Regions from separate parts of the Triticum aestivum genome. Here region 1 is linked to region 2. Evidence: chromatin contacts called from public Hi-C data. All regions are on one chromosome and are shown on one strand. Each heading gives the region's core, a stretch centred on a gene start, on an enhancer-like site or on the middle of the called end of the contact. The rest is flanking DNA. Distances are from core to core; before and after follow the strand shown.

The links. Hi-C and Micro-C count contacts between places; a contact is called where the count stands out from the background.
Region 1: a Hi-C map of leaf shows a contact between it and region 2, with 4 times the contacts expected there. The contact joins the enhancer-like site here to the promoter of LOC123113462 in region 2. A contact is called at or near these places in 3 of 5 Hi-C or Micro-C datasets (all in leaf).

The regions. Positions count from the first base shown.
Region 1 is chr5B:590,534,894-590,542,453 of IWGSC CS RefSeq v2.1, forward strand. No RefSeq gene overlaps it. Among protein-coding and RNA genes, the nearest start is that of LOC123113463, 8.3 kb to the right of the region's middle. Within about 2 kb of position 5,543, at least 4 of the 8 cell types and tissues checked have an H3K27ac peak or open chromatin away from gene starts, as enhancers often do. A contact at or near this core is called in leaf, where this site is marked.
Region 2 is chr5B:590,495,651-590,503,399 of IWGSC CS RefSeq v2.1, forward strand. LOC123113462 (probable LRR receptor-like serine/threonine-protein kinase At2g16250) reads right to left here and starts at 5,090. Exons shown (of 4, transcript XM_044534694.1): 1 at 3,320-5,090; 2 at 2,322-2,450; 3 at 1,650-1,672; 4 at 632-1,458. The coding sequence starts at 4,881. The coding sequence ends at 887. TRNAQ-CUG (transfer RNA glutamine (anticodon CUG)) reads left to right here and starts at 247; the gene lies at 247-318.

The DNA.
Region 1 (7,560 bases), core at 4,293-6,792, 40 kb after region 2:
AACATCCACCGCCGCACCAGCCTCCCACCGCCGGCCTCCAGTCACTGCCGCACCGCCGCCGGCCTAGACCCACCGCCGCACCGCCATGCCCGCTGCCCCCTCCTCCGTGCCGCCGCCCGTGGCGGCATGCCTGGCCGAGCCCAGTGGCGCCGCGCGCCCGTGGCTGCGCCCCTGGACGCGCTCCCATGGCGGCGCCCCTGCCCGCGGCCGCATGCCTGGCCGAGCCCAGTGGCCGCGCGCCCGTGGCAGCGCGCCTGGCCGAGCCCCCTGGCTGCGTGCGAGGCCGGCCGAAGCTGCTAGTTCACGACGGGGACGCAGCCAGAGCTAGCTATCACGACGGGGGCGCAGCCAGAGCTAGCTAGCTGGGTAGCTCACGCACGCACTGCGGCGGTCGGAGCTAGCTATCTATGCGCGACCGCCGCTTGCTGCTGCTTGCTTCCACCACCGCCGCTACTTGCCGTTGCTCCCGCTTGCCGCCGCCGCCGCCGCATGCCTCTGCTTGTCGCTGACGAGCTCGCCAGCGGGATCTGATTGCTTTTTATTTTATTTTACAGGGACTCGATTGCTTTAAAAAGTTTTTTGTAGGGACCTGATTGCATTTTTAGCCCGCTTATGTGTGGGCCCAACCGGTCAGATTCGGGCTTAGCGCGGCCGAACCGAGCAGTTAAACGAGTTGGTAGTTTTTTGCCACGTTTTAGGATAAAAGTGGTAGTTTTCCGCACAAAAACGTAAAGTGGTAGTTTTTCGTTCCGTTTCCATGAATTGTGGTAGTTTTTGGTTAAATACTCGACTAAACGCTCTTATGTCTGTAACCTGAAAGTCTGTATTTGGGGTTGAGCATCCCCTCGTCTTCTGCTCGCTTGGGCATCACGGCCACGCCAATTTGTGTACGCGACTATGATGCCGCCCTGTACTTTCTCCCTTCTATCAATGTGATGATATGCTACCATGCGTATTCGCAAAAACAAACCGAGCACTCAAAGAATATAATTGATCAGCCGACTCATCCTGAGAGCAAAACATTCAACTTTTCTCACCGGCTAGTGTCACTGGTCAATAAAACACTCTAATTCATCCACGCAAATGTGAGCACAATTGCTGGTATACAGGATCGGGCATCCACGCAAGCCTATCTTTGACTTGAGACAAAGAAAAACCTGCAAACAACTTCCTCAGAATTTCATTTTGTTCTAAACGAACACCCGCAAAGGGTTCTTCTAAACTTCAAACACTGAAAGTTACTCAACAACACCCTATGCATAGTTTCATTCTGTGGAAAAGGTGATAGAGTACTGTACAGGGAATTCAACCTAACAGCAAAAGTTTGATCACAACACCATGAGTCTTCCCAGAAGTTGATACTCTTTCCATCATGCACCTCTCTTCTACAAAAAATAATAGAACTGAAACTGACATTTTTCTTGGCAACATGGATCAAGGTTTGCCTCTTAAGGTTCTTTTTTCTTTTCTTTTTTCTTGAGAGGATCTTGCGAAACCCACTGTTTATTTTCTGATTTCCAAACCCACTTCCCTGAAAGGACCATGTATGTTCATAAAATTCAAGATTTAGAACACCCAAATCCCCCATGTTATTAGGGAGACAGACTGTTTCCCAATTTTTAACAAGGTGGCACTTTCATGATCACTTGATGAGCGTCCTCCTGCCAAACTAGTCTCTTCCTGAGATAATAGAAACCCCATATAGAAAGATGGCATATGCAAAGGTTTGTTGCTTAAGGATGCATTAAGCAGAGTAAATCTACCCCCATGTCCTTAAGCTTAAGTTGATCTGATCTGATCTGACCCTGTGCGATTACGTGCGCAGAGGCTACTTGTAATTAAGCGTGCCGCTACGGGCACGTACAACTGGCCTCGTTAGTTGGGTTCGGCCGTGCCGTTACGTACTGGGGTATGATGATTGTCGCTTCAAGGCCACGCCTTGGATCGATCAATTCCCACCGACGGCGAGGACACAACCGGCCGGCCGGCGGCGGCAGTAAACGATGGGCTCGATCACATCTGCGTGCCCGTGCGTGCTGATCCCGTGACCTCGTCCGCTACGCACAGCTGGCGGAACGCGGTGGCCGGTGAGCAATTGCTACCCTACCCCATGGTCGATCGACGAGTTGGTTAGTGTTGCCTGAGACAGAGCGAGCTGTGCTGAACCCCAGGGACCGGAATCAAATCATCTCATGCCGGTGCCGGTGGGTGGCCGGACGGGGGGACCTTGGACAAGATCGCCTCCGTCCTCCGACACCGGCGTGGTAGGCTACCCGGCCGGGCGAATATATGCGCACGTTCTGTTGTGCTCCTTGGCAAATATATAATCCAGATGGGATCTTCGCGAGGCGGTGGCAGTACGGAGGGATGTACGGCCGAAGCATCGCTCGTGGTATTATCCTGGGCGACGAACTCCGACTCGAAGCCTCCAATTGGCAAGTGCTCCCTTGTTTACCCGCCCAAAGAAGATCCTGTCGCGTCGCCCGGGGTGCTTCGGCGTTGTGCATGTGCGCTTCCGCCCGGAGTACCTCTTCTCTTTCTTGCTTGCCTGCTAATTAGCCCCGGCCCGGCCCGGCCCGTTCTCAAGTGCCAGTGCCATTCTACTCGTCAGTAGTCAGTGGTCACCACAAAAAATATTTACGCACTTGAAGAACCACCAGCTGCTTAGGCCAACTCCAACGCGCGACCCTATCCTGTCCGCCCCCGTCCGTTTGGGGTAAAAGGGACAAAAGAGGCGGCCCAGCGCGCGGCCTCAAACGGACAAATGTCCGGATTCCGTCCGTTTTCGACCCATCCCCGGCCCAAACTTGCGCTCGGTTTGGGGTGAAACGGACGCGCCCGGACGGCCGCGACGCACGCCCTTGTCCCCCCTGTGGCCCGCTTGTCGGGGACACTAGCAGTCCCTCCGCTCCCAACGCTTAACCCTCTCTCCCCGCCCCGCCCCGCCGCCGGCGCCGCCCCTATTCTCCGGCCGCCTCCTCACCGCGCAGCCCCCCGCCGTCCATACCAAACCACGTCTCGACATGGCCGCCACCACGCCCGCGCTTTCGCCGTAGTTTTGGTCGTCTATCGGGGGAGGTTTGGCCGTCGCCGTCCTTGCCGGTGGCGGAGGGGACACGACTGTCGGCGACGGACCACGGTGGCCGAGGCAGATTCCAACGAGAGCTCCAGAGCGGCCAGTAGCCGGCCGGCAACCACCCCTGCTGCGTCGAGGTGATCATCGCGGCCTCTTCGCCACCACGACCGCAAGGTGTTCGACCTTTTGCCATCAAAGGTATGGACAGTGGAGACGAGTTTTTCTTTCATCACTTCCTTTGTTCGTCGGACGATTCGTCGTCGGATGATGAAGATCTTGTGGTAGCTGCACTGGTCGTTCACGACCATATTCAACGGCAGCTTCCTCGGTATAGGGGGTCACTCCCTGGCCGTGCTCCCAACCTGAACCGCAACAGGGAGAGAGGCCACGCCCTGCTTTATGCCGATTACTTTGCCAACACCCCGCTCTTCAAGCAGGATAAATTTCGTCGCCGTTTTCGTATGGCAAGGCATGTGTTCAATCGTATCCGAGAGGGAGTGGTTGCTCATGACCCATACTTCGAGTGCAAGACGGATGCCCTTGGCAAGCTTGGATTCTCCTCTTACCAGAAATGCACCGCGGCCATCCGCATGCTTGCATATGGTATTCCAGGCGATCTGGTGGACGAGTATGTGCGTATGAGTGAGACAACATGTCTGATGTCAATGCACAAGTTTTGCCAGGCTGTGATCGAGGTGTTTGGCCCAGAGTACTTGAGGCAGCCAACTGCCGCTGATACAGAGAGATTGTTGGCGACCAACGCAGCTAGAGGCTTTCCAGGCATGCTTGGCAGCATAGATTGTATGCATTGGGAGTGGAAGAACTGTCCATTTGCTTGGCAGGGCCAGTACAAGGGGCATGTTAACGGGTGCACGGTCATATTAGAAGCGGTGGCATCGCAAGATCTTTGGATATGGCATTCTTTTTTCGGCATGGCAGGTTCTCACAATGATATCAACGTGCTGCAGCGCTCTCCAGTCTTCGCAAGGCTTGCAGAAGGCCACTCCCCACCTGTCAACTTTGAGATCAACGGCCACCAGTACAACAAGGGATACTATCTAGCAGATGGTATATATCCTCAGTGGTCAACTTTTGTGAAGACAATCTCGAAACCCCAAGGTGAGAAGAGAAAGAGATTTGCCCAAATGCAAGAGAGTGTTAGAAAGGATGTGGAACGTGCTTTTGGTGTGCTTCAATCCCGGTGGGGTATCGTTCGAAACCCTGCACTGTCATGGGATGAAAGGAAGCTTTGGGAGGTGATGACTGCTTGTGTGATTATGCACAACATGATCGTCGAGGACGAGCGTGATGAGAGTATCTTCGACCAAGGATTTGATTATCAAGGTGAAAATATTGAGCCCCTGCACCAAGACCCGGCCACATTTGAACAGTTTGTCCAATTCCACCGTGAGATGCGTGATTGGCACACTCATTTGAATCTTCAAAATGACTTGGTTGAGCACGTCTGGGATCACATTGGCAACCAATAGATGTATTGGTCCAATTTATGTTCAGTCAAGACAATTTTGATTTGGTTGTAAAACTATTCTATTAAAGACAATTTTAATTGGGTTGTAAAACTATTTTAATTTTCAGATAAATATTTGGGTTGGAAACTAGTTTTGATGTAAATTTGGGCATTTTTGGCCCTGACGGACAGGATGGGGCAAATGGATGCGGCCGCGCGCTGGACGCACGGCCACCGCATCCCAGGACAGGCCCGGACACGACTCCAAATCCCTACACAAACGGACAGAAACCGGACAAAACGAACGTCCGTTTGTGGTCGCGCGGTGGAGTTGGCCTTACCTCCCAGGACTCCAGGCTTCACGTGTTGGCAAAGACAATGGACCCCTCAGCACCGGCGAGTCCATGAAAAACTGTATTATCTGTTGCCTGCGTACCGTACCTCTGCCTCGCCCTGAAGCACTTGACGGTACGTACGTTATTGCCACCGCAGGCAGTAGCAGCGCACACAGGACCGACGAAGCATCACCGTCGCCGACGAGCGGCGCCAAAGCCAATGCACATGCGCCCCACAAGCACGAGGCGGCCAGAAGCATCCGTGCGCCAGCCACGGGAGCTGGAGCATTTTCGATAAAAATACGGCCGGGGAAGAGAAAGAAGAAAGGCACATCCTACTTCTGGCGAGCGATTAAAGGAACGGAAATGCTGTGCAGACGATGGATCGATCGCACGACAGTTGGACGATGCCACATCCAGCCGTTCACTGGACTTCGATGACATGCATGGACGACCTGATGTGCAGCGTCGTGCACAAATCGTTCGCGCATCGTCGTCTGCGTAGCAGCGCTCTTAAAGGAATGATCTCGATGTCCAGTTGCTTCTTCCGGCGAGCGATTAGAATAACGGCTTCGCCTGGAGTGGAACGGGCGTCGTCAACCAACCACCTCATCGGCAACTTGCCGCCTCCGGTCCGACCGGTCCGGTGGTGGCCTCCCCGTGATCATTGTCTGCGCTCAGTAGTAGCCCCGCCCGCTGGGCCAGGCTCTCTCCCTCTGGCCCCGGCCGGTGGCCGTACGCCCCTGCACACCAGTTGTAAGCGAGATTAAGTGAATAAATCCAAATGCACGGGTCTTTGACACATGCTACGAGTACCACTCCTACTAGTTATCCTATTGGGGTTTCTCATCTCAAAAAATAAATAAAAGGGTACGAACAAGTTTTTGTTTTGTTTTTTGCGAATGAAAGAGGGTAACAATTTATAAGTGCCACTCAACGGCTGATGCCTTTTCTCCACCCGCGTACGCTTGGGTCCGCACGCACAAAGCACGGGCGGCTGTCCGGTTTCATGTCTGCTTCGATCCATTTTCAGCTCAAAGTTGGTCTGGGTTTGGGTCTGTCGGACATGCCACAGACGCCCGCGACGTCCTCCCGTGGCACCGTCTGACCGTAGCACACCATTTCTATTCCCATATTTCTTCTCCCCCAAACCTCTCGTCCTACAGCCCTGGCCGACGAACCTGCCACCGCCGCTGCTCCCATCCCAATTGTGGTTGCCCGCGTCGTGGCCTCGAAGAAGCCGAAGAAGGAGCTCACCCCGGAGTAGAGAGCGGTCGAAACAGCGAAGCGGGCCAACCAAAGGAGGAAGGAGAAACAAAAAAGAAGACGCCTCCAATGTCATCGTTGTGGCCGTCGCTGCGGACAACGAGGCCATCACCGCCAAAGTCACGCAACACGCCCTCCTCTTGCTAGGGTACCGCGAGCCGATTCTTCTCGCCGTCCGCAGCCGCTACGAACATCGAGGCCATAGCCGCCAAAGGAGGAAGGAGAAACACAAAAGAAGACGCCTCCAATGTCCGCGGACAACGAGGCCATCGTCGCCAAAGTCACGTGTTTACGCCTTCCTCTTGCTAGGGTACCGCGAGCCGATCCTTCTTACCGTCGCGGCCGCTACAGACATGGAGGCCATAGCCGCCAAAGCCACGCAACACGCCTTCCTCTTGCTAGTGCATCACGAGCTGGCCCTTCTCGTCGTCACAGTCGCTGCTCCAAACACCGAGTCCATTGCCGTCAAAGTCGTGCAACAAGTCCTCCTCTTGCTAGGGTACCCCGAGCCAGCCCTATCACAGGCTCGTCGGTGACCCACCCGCCCAGGCTACTGGAGTCGCCGTGCATGTCAACACCGCCGCCGACATACAATTACCTTCCCAGACATGACCCTACAACGTCTCGCTGCTCCATGTCACCTCGGGACGGCTCGTCGAAAATGGGTAACTCTGTGTCGGTCGTCCCCATGGAGCCACCTATTGATCTCAATGCCACACTTGTGGCTGGCTAGTCCACCGGGACGCAAAGGAAGTGCCCGTGGGAGATCTTCCTGGGGCAACTTTCCCGATGCTGGTAACCTGTTTAATGATATTCCAGCCTCGACGCCGGACGACCTGAGGTACTGCGAGGATGTCATGGAGGAGATGATCGATGAGGGTGGCCAAGGGTATGATGCCAACAAGACTCAAGGCCAAGACACCCACAACCAAGACAGTCAAGGCCAAGAAACTCAACACCAAGGTACCCAAGGTCAAGAGGGAGTCTGACATCGAAGGAAAGCAATTTTTTGATAAAGAGCTAGTTGATCAAGCCTGGTCGCAAAGGAGGCGGCAAAGCGTGAAGACGGGAGCATACACGAAGAATGAGGACAAGTTACTCTACGATGCTTGGATGGCAATTGGACAATATCCCAAAATCGGCATCGAACAAAATGGGACAACATTTTGGAAGAGGGGTCATGATTATTTCCATGAACGTAGGAAGTTTGAGCCCTACAAAGTTGAGAGTGACCACACTGACATGTCACTTCAAAAGAGGTGGGTCTTCATCCAATTGAAGTGCAACAAATTTTATGGCTCCCTTGAGAATGTCACTGGCCCGACTGGGAATGGCATTGACGTAAAGGACATGGTATTGTTTTCCTTCCCTTGTTCATATGAGGATATATCATCCCCCCGTGCATATAAATATAT
Region 2 (7,749 bases), core at 3,840-6,339:
CCGGGATTGACGATGCTGCATTTTGATTTATTTATGTATTCTTGCCGATGTTCCCCTTTCCCGGGTCGAGTTACGTTTGCTGCTGTAGCAGTTTGATGTGATTCTACATCGATATGAGCTTGTAACGAAGCACGTAAAGCAGTGATGTTTTGGTTCAATGAAATGGAACAGAAGCGCGCCCTGTGGCTGGAAATCGGTCACTGATGCACAGGAATAAGAAGGATTGTGCGGAAATGTCCTCAGCTTGGTCCCATGGTCTAGCGGTTAGGACATTGGACTCTGAATCCAGTAACCCGAGTTCAAGTCTCGGTGGGACCTTAATTTTTTGCATTTCCTCTTTTCTTTCTTTCTTTTGCATACAATGAACCCACCCTGTTCTTTTTCAATTTTCTCTCTTCTTTGTTGCATACAGTCAGAGATGCAATTCAAGATGGCCAATTTTTAGCTCAATATCAACTCTCCTGTAGTTACTACCCATGCTGAACATGTAAAAAATTGTAACACAGAAAACCAGAATAGCAAGTACTCCCTCCGCCCCATAATATAAGAGCGTTTATGACACTACAACGCTCTTATATTATGGGACGAACGGAGTAAATCGCAAGGAAAAAGAAGTGGCAAGTAGGTATGCTTACCAAAACTACTGGCCACTTGCAGCGCCGTTTATTCCCAGTACAGATTACAGATTTTATTCTCAGTATAAGTTACAGAAAACTGTCTCACTGAAAGGGGTGGGAGATAAAGAAAGCCTACTCCTTGTATACACAGTTTTTTCACCTACTAGGACAGCAAAATATGCACATCAGATGATGGATTATACGCATCTGAGATTAACAACAGCAAAATAGTCTCAGCTCATGTAACGTATAGCTAATCTATGGTGATCCTACACAACAGCTCTGTCTTCCAGCTCTACTGGATCCGGGAGCATCTCCCGTGAAGCCTTCTTGAAGGAGAAGGAATTTTCCTCCTCGTCGCTTCCTTCGGATTTTGCTGACTGCCTACAGGTAAGTACTTTCCCTGATGTTTGCACCTCGGAGTACCGGTACGAGTGCCCATGGAAAGCAGAACGCCAAGAGCTTCGGGATGAGGTACTTGTGAGCCGAGCGGAACTGGGGCTCGAGAATAGCTCTTCCCGCACCACCCCTAGCGGGTTCTCCAGCGCTTTCAAGATGTACCGAGCGAGAGGCCGCCTGGAGGGCTTTGGATTCAGGCATGTCTTCGCGACAATGGAGACTGCCCATACTTCTTGTAGGTGGTCTTCGTCCACAACAAGTGAAGGGTCTACAATATTTGTGACACTCTCCTTGTCATGGGTTTCAATGTAATCTAAAGTGCTTGACAACCACTCCTCTGAGTCGGTGTCGTTTGAGCCACTCACACCAAATTTCCCGGTGATTAGCTCAAGTAGCACCTTTCCAAAGCAGTAAACATCATATGTGCGGCTAGCAGGTGGACCTGTTAGGTGAAGAACATGCATAAAATTTTGCTCATCAGAATTACTCCCTCCGTTCCGATTTACTCGTCGTGGTTTTAGTTCAAATTTGAACTAAAACCACGACGAGTAAATCGGAACGTTGGGAGTATTATGCACAGGCTGTACAGTATAAAACTACTGGAAAAGAGAGTTATGAAGAAGCTTTACACACCTGACATGTTCTTGTCGAGAGACCTGCCATAAAAAAGAGAGACAGATAAAGATGTCAGCCAAAGAGCCCTGATATTTTATATACTCGAACAAGCATCAAGTTTTCAAAAAAAATGTGGGCGATCCATCTTGTGTTTGGGAGATGATGTGGAAGTTTCGTTACGGCATTACCGCATAGAGACAAAGTGTAAATTACAGTGACATGTTACACTAACTGGAAAAAACAGCCATTTGTCATCATATTTACTCAATTGCGTTGACTTGTACCAGTCACTATCTTGATGCAAACTGTTCGATAGGATATACCAAACAGCTCTTAACAAGTAACTAGTTTCCGATGTAACAGGGATGAGGAACCAACAACATGTACGATAAATAGTCTAGTTGAGTGTGCAGTAACACATTCTTGGAGGAAACAGTGTGGCTACACTGCTTGTAGAAACAAAATACAGTAGTCGTCCCCAGTTCATAAGCTTTATTTTGAGTATTAAACTAAGGATAAACTGTAGTGACCAACTAAATAGGGGTCATTACTTTTACTCTCGGTTGAAAGTGATATTCGTGAAGAAAAAAATATGCTGATGAGATACTCATACTATAACCATTTAGGCCACTAGAGTTTCTTTTAAGAGTAGCATGCTAACTATAGTAGAAGATGACATAGAGGTCTTACTTTGATGATCTCAACATCCTAGAGAAGAAACTCCTGCTTCCATCACTTGGTTGAAGGCAAATTTCACTCAAACTTCCAAGGCACACTTCAAATTTGTCATCAAGAAGAACACTGCTTGCTTGGATATCTCTACAAATATTATGACGTGATCACAAATGAATAAGAACAAAGTACTGACTGAAAATATAAAAAAATCATATCAAAAACAAAATCGAAGAAATTGAGCAACACGCATCAACTCAGATTTGGATGGTCAAATTATGGCAATTACAACACCATGACAGAGGGACACAAGGCTTAGTCAAGCACAAAACAAATAAATGATGTAATCAGCTTTACTGCATGCTGCTTGTAATTATTCCTTGTTTTTCCAATGCATTTGCACATGTAAAGAAACAATATGTGTGTAGACTGTTGTTCATCCCAAAGCTAGTGTTGCAGTTTGGAGTATTTTCTTTCTTTTGTTGCTGTTTTTTTAATTGTTGCAGCTTGGAGTAACTTTTTGTTTTCCCATCTTCTTAAATCTTAATGCAAAAGCAGAGCACCTGCTAGTTCCCTTAATAAAATCCTAAACAAAAATATCTACGAAAATTCCAAAGCATGTTAGAATTAATACCATTGATATGAAGGCAATGCATCTAGGAAATATATAAGATATTGACTATATATTAAGCATGGCATCTGATGTCCTCGCTTCTAAATGTTGGTCGACAAAATGCCTATACATATTATTTTCTTCCAGAAATCGTTCTTGGGCAACCATTTTTAGATGCCTGCATGGGTAATATTATTTTCCTTCTGTCACTGTCTCACTTGTGATCCTAGTAGAACTTCTTCATTAAAATGCCATGCTTTATTGAGCTGCATAGAATCTCCACATTCTAATCATGATGTTAATGCTGAAAATAGCTTATCACGGCTATGAGATGTTTTATATAATAATTTTTTCTGTAACTGCCATACTCCAAAAGAATACTGCATGGCATGCATAACCATACCTGTGAACCAATGGTGGACTACATTCATCGTGAAGGAAGCACAGGGCCTCAGCTACACCAATTGCAATCTTCAGTCTCGTTATCCAATCCAATGAAGATAACCCCACTTCAGCATCCGCTGGCTTCCTGTGCAGTGCAGTTGTCAAATCTCCCTTTGACATGTACTTGTACACTAGCAATTCCTCGTCATCCTTGACCAAATGCCCCAGCAATGGAACAATCCTGGCATGGGATTTTTTGACAAGAAAGCTTAATTCCACTATGTTCTTCTTACTGCTCTTCACGTCGACCTTTTTTATGACAACATTTAAGCCACTCTCTAAGACACCACGGTAGATGTCTCCAGAGTGCCCATGCTTGACAAGGTTATCATCTCCAAAGCCTCCAGTAACATGGTGCAACTGCCCATAGGTGAGCTCATCCACGACGACAGGCAAACCCTTGGGTGGACTGTTAGCTACCCGGGATGGTGACATCACCATCGGATTCACACTGCTGCTCTTGCGACCAGAGCGGATGCCGTCGTCGTTCTGCTCCAGCCCTCTTCCTCTAGGCCTCCTTCTCCCCCTCCTCACCAAGCAAAAGACCAGCGCTGCAAGTGAAAGGACAACCACAATAGCTGCAGCTCCAAGAACTCCAGCTAGTACATGTTTCCACCCGACGCTTTTCTTGCCCGGTGATGGGGATGCTTGGGGTGGTTCAGGCAATGGCAATCCATTCCTCTTAAAGAAATCCTCGCAATCGCCAGGGCTGCGCTGGCCTGGTACGCCTGGCAAGCAATTCATCTTGATGTTGACTGTTCCCTCAGAGCCATTCTGAAATCCAGCGGTGGCCGCTTGGCCAAAGTAATTGCTCGACACATCGACCACCTGAAACCTCTTCTTGAGGGACACCAGGCCATCGCCAATCGCACCGTAGAGTGAATTCCCCGAGGCGTTAAACAGAGCTCCTGCTATGTCACCGGCGGAGGCAGGCACGCTGGGAAGCTCCCCGGTGAGGTTGTTGTTGGAAAGATCAAGGATCCGGAGAGCCTTACTGGAGAAAACCGACGCCGGAATCCGGCCGGAGAGGCTGTTACCAGCGAGAACGAGGGTGGTCAGGTTCCCGGACATGCCGAGGTGGAGCGGCAGCTCGCCATCGACGCCGGCGGAGCGGAGGTCCAGGACGGCGAGCGACGGCGGGAGGCCGCGGCCGAACCAGGCCGGAATCCGGCCGGGGAGCGGGAACCCGGAGGCGTTGAACTCCTCGAGGGCCCCGAGCCCGTGCAGCGCGTCGACGGCGAAGGCGGCGCTGCGTGCCCCCGCGCGGGTGCGGCGGAGCCCGCCGAGGCGGACCCGCGCGACGCGGCCGGCGCGGCAGGCGACGCCGGCCCAGGCGGCGCAGGGGTCGGCCTTGGCGGGCCAGTCCCGCGCGCGCAGGCCCAGGGACGCGCGCAGCCCGTAGAGCGCCGCGAGGTCCTGCCGCAGGACCGGCGGCTGCCCCTGGCCCCGGGCTGGCGACAGCAGCAGCGGCGCGAGCAGCAGCAGCAGCAGCAGGCGGAGGAGGGCGCTGCGCGGAAGCATGGGGGAGGAGGCGGCGGAGCGGCGGAGTGGGGTGGGGGTGTGCGCGGTAGCGGTAAGGGCTGCGCTAGCTACGGGTGGTGGTGTCTCATGGCGCGCCCATGGCGGAGGAAGTGGTGCGCGCAAGGTGTTCGGCGCTTTGGGTGTCCCGACCTCCGCCTATTTCCTCGCCGGTCAGCGTCTGGGGAAGCCGCGAGTTGACCACGGGGAGCACGGGGAGACGCCAAGGCGAAGTGGGGGAGGGCATCTCTCACTTCCATGCGGGCCCCAGAAACGGTTCCTTCCGCCAGCGTGTGGTGGCGGTGGGGCCCGGGAGGTGGTGGCGGCGCGGGAGGGGAGGTGGTGGAGTCTGATTGGACCGAGAGCTCATCATTTGCCGCGAGCGTACGTTCGCGTTCGTGGCGCTGACCTGTGGGGCCCCGTCTCGGCCGCGTATGAAGGAATGTTCTCACCTGTAGTGGCATCTTTCTGAAAAGTAAATAATAAAGGGATGATTTAGGTTGCCGTCATTTTCGAATCTCCGGGAGGCAAAAGAAAACACGATGGAATGGGTTCCTCACTGATTTCATTTTCTATTCCAGATGCGTGCATCCAAGACGAGCATGGTGGTGTCATATCGAATAAACGTGCTAGTGCATCGATTGAACTCATGAATCATGATGCACAATCTTGCTCCTTCAAGTCTTAGGCCAACTCCACCGCGTGACCATATCCTCTCCGGGCCCGTTCGTTTGGGGTAAAACGAAAAAACCGGGCGGCCCAGCGCGCGGGAGCAAACGAACATTTGTCCGTTTTGTCTCTGTTTTCGACCCATCCGCGGTCCAAGTTTGCGCCGCTTTTGGGGCGAAACAGACAGCGCGCGGACGAGCGGGACGCGCGCGCTTGTCCGCCCCTGACCCGCATGTCGGTGAAACAGAAGCAACCCTCCCCCCCCCCCGGGCCCCTTTGGCGCCATTCTCCCCAAACCTTCCCTCCTCCCGCTCGTCCCACTCTTTCCCCCGTCCATGGCCGACGCCCAGCCGAACTCCGGCGGGCTGGCCGCCGACCCGCCCGGAATGGCCAAGAAGAAGAAGGGTAAGGCGCCAAGGAAGCCGCGGTCGGAGTGCACGCCGGAGGAGATCGCCAAGTTGGACGCGGAATCGGCGAAGAGGAGGAGCCGGAGGGCGGTCGCCAAGACCAACGTCGCTGCGGCCAAGAGGGCCGCCGAGCGCGCTGCGATTGAGGCCGCGCGGCACAAGGCCGAGGTCGAGGAGAAGGAGGCCATCGTCAGCAAAGCGCACGCCCTTCTCATGCATGGCATTTGTCGCCCGCCCGGTTTCTCTGGAGGGGCCATCGGTCCGGCGAGCACAGGGTCGTCGGTCGCCCGGCCTCCGCAATGCCAGTCATCGACGTCGCGGACCACGCCCTTGTCGCCCGGCTTTCCTCCGCCAAGGCACGACGGCCAGACCCGTTTCGAGGGGTCGCCAGACGTGAGCGTGATCGCGCTGTCCACACCACGCCCCTCGGCCATCATCGACCTCAAGGTCACCCCTGGGTCCAGCAGCGGCGGTCGGCCGTCCGTCGAGATGCAAAGAAAGCAAGCACGGTCGCTGTTTACCGGCACCATGCCGTCCCCCCGCGTCTTGTTCGACGGAATGCCAACACCAACGACACCGGTCGATGACCCCTACTACGACCAGTTCATGGAGGAAGTGATCTATGAGGGAGGTCACGTCCCTGTCTACGACCCCGAGGAGACCCAAAGTCAGGATGGCCGCGGCCAGTTCACTGCCGGTGAAGATGGCGACGACCGTGCTGACTACGATCATGGTGACTCGTGGCATGAAGACGATGACATCTATGTCGAAGGTGATGGTGATGAAGAAGAAATCAATGATGTTGACATTATTGGCGAGCCATTGTTCGTCGATGAGCTGACACAAAGAGCGGAAGCACAAAAGAAGAGGAAGAGCATTCGCACGGGTTCATACACACAAGATGAAGACAAGTTGATTTGCCAAGCTTGGATGGAGATCAGCCAAGATCCAAGGACCGGCGCGCAACAAAAGGGTATTGTTTTTTGGACGAGAGTCCACAAAACATTCCATGAAAGGAAGTTCTTTGAGCCCTACCAATTTGAAAGCAAACGTGGCATCGGCTCGATTCAAAAGAGATGGTTGTTCATACAACAAGAGTGCAACAAGTATCAAGCCGCATTTGAGAGCGCTCAAGCACGGCCCGTGAGTGGTACCGACGTTGGGTACATGGTATGCTCTCCTTCCTTGCCCTTTCCTTGCTACGGCCATGAGACTTCGGCCTTGTACATGTTTGCATGTTCACTTTGTTGTTGATCATATGGTGTAGGCATTTCAATCTTTGGAGGCATTCAAGGCCCGGCACAATGACAAGCCGTTCACTCTTACGCATTGTTCGACTATAATCAACAATTGCCCTAAGTTTAAGGACCAATACCGTGAACTCCAAAGGAAGAGAGGCCCGAAGACGGCCAAGTTCGCTGGAGGTGGAGATGGCGAGGTGTTGAAGAGGCCGAGGGGCAAGACCAACTCCAAGGTTGACGACATTCGTGATGCCTGATACGTCTCCAACATATCTACTTTTCCAAACACTTTTGCCCTTGTTTTGGACTCTAACTTGCATGATTTGAATGAAACTAAACCGGACTGACGTTGTTTTCAGCAGAACTGCCATGATGTTGTTTTATGTGTAGAAAAGAAAAGTTCTCAGAATGTCCTGAAAATCCACGGAGGCACTTTTTGGAATTAATAAGAATTTCTAGGAGAAAGAAATACACCAGGGGGCCCACAGCCTGTCCACGAGACAGGGGGCACCCCCCCTATAGGGCGCGCCCCCTATTTCGTGGGCCCCCTGGAC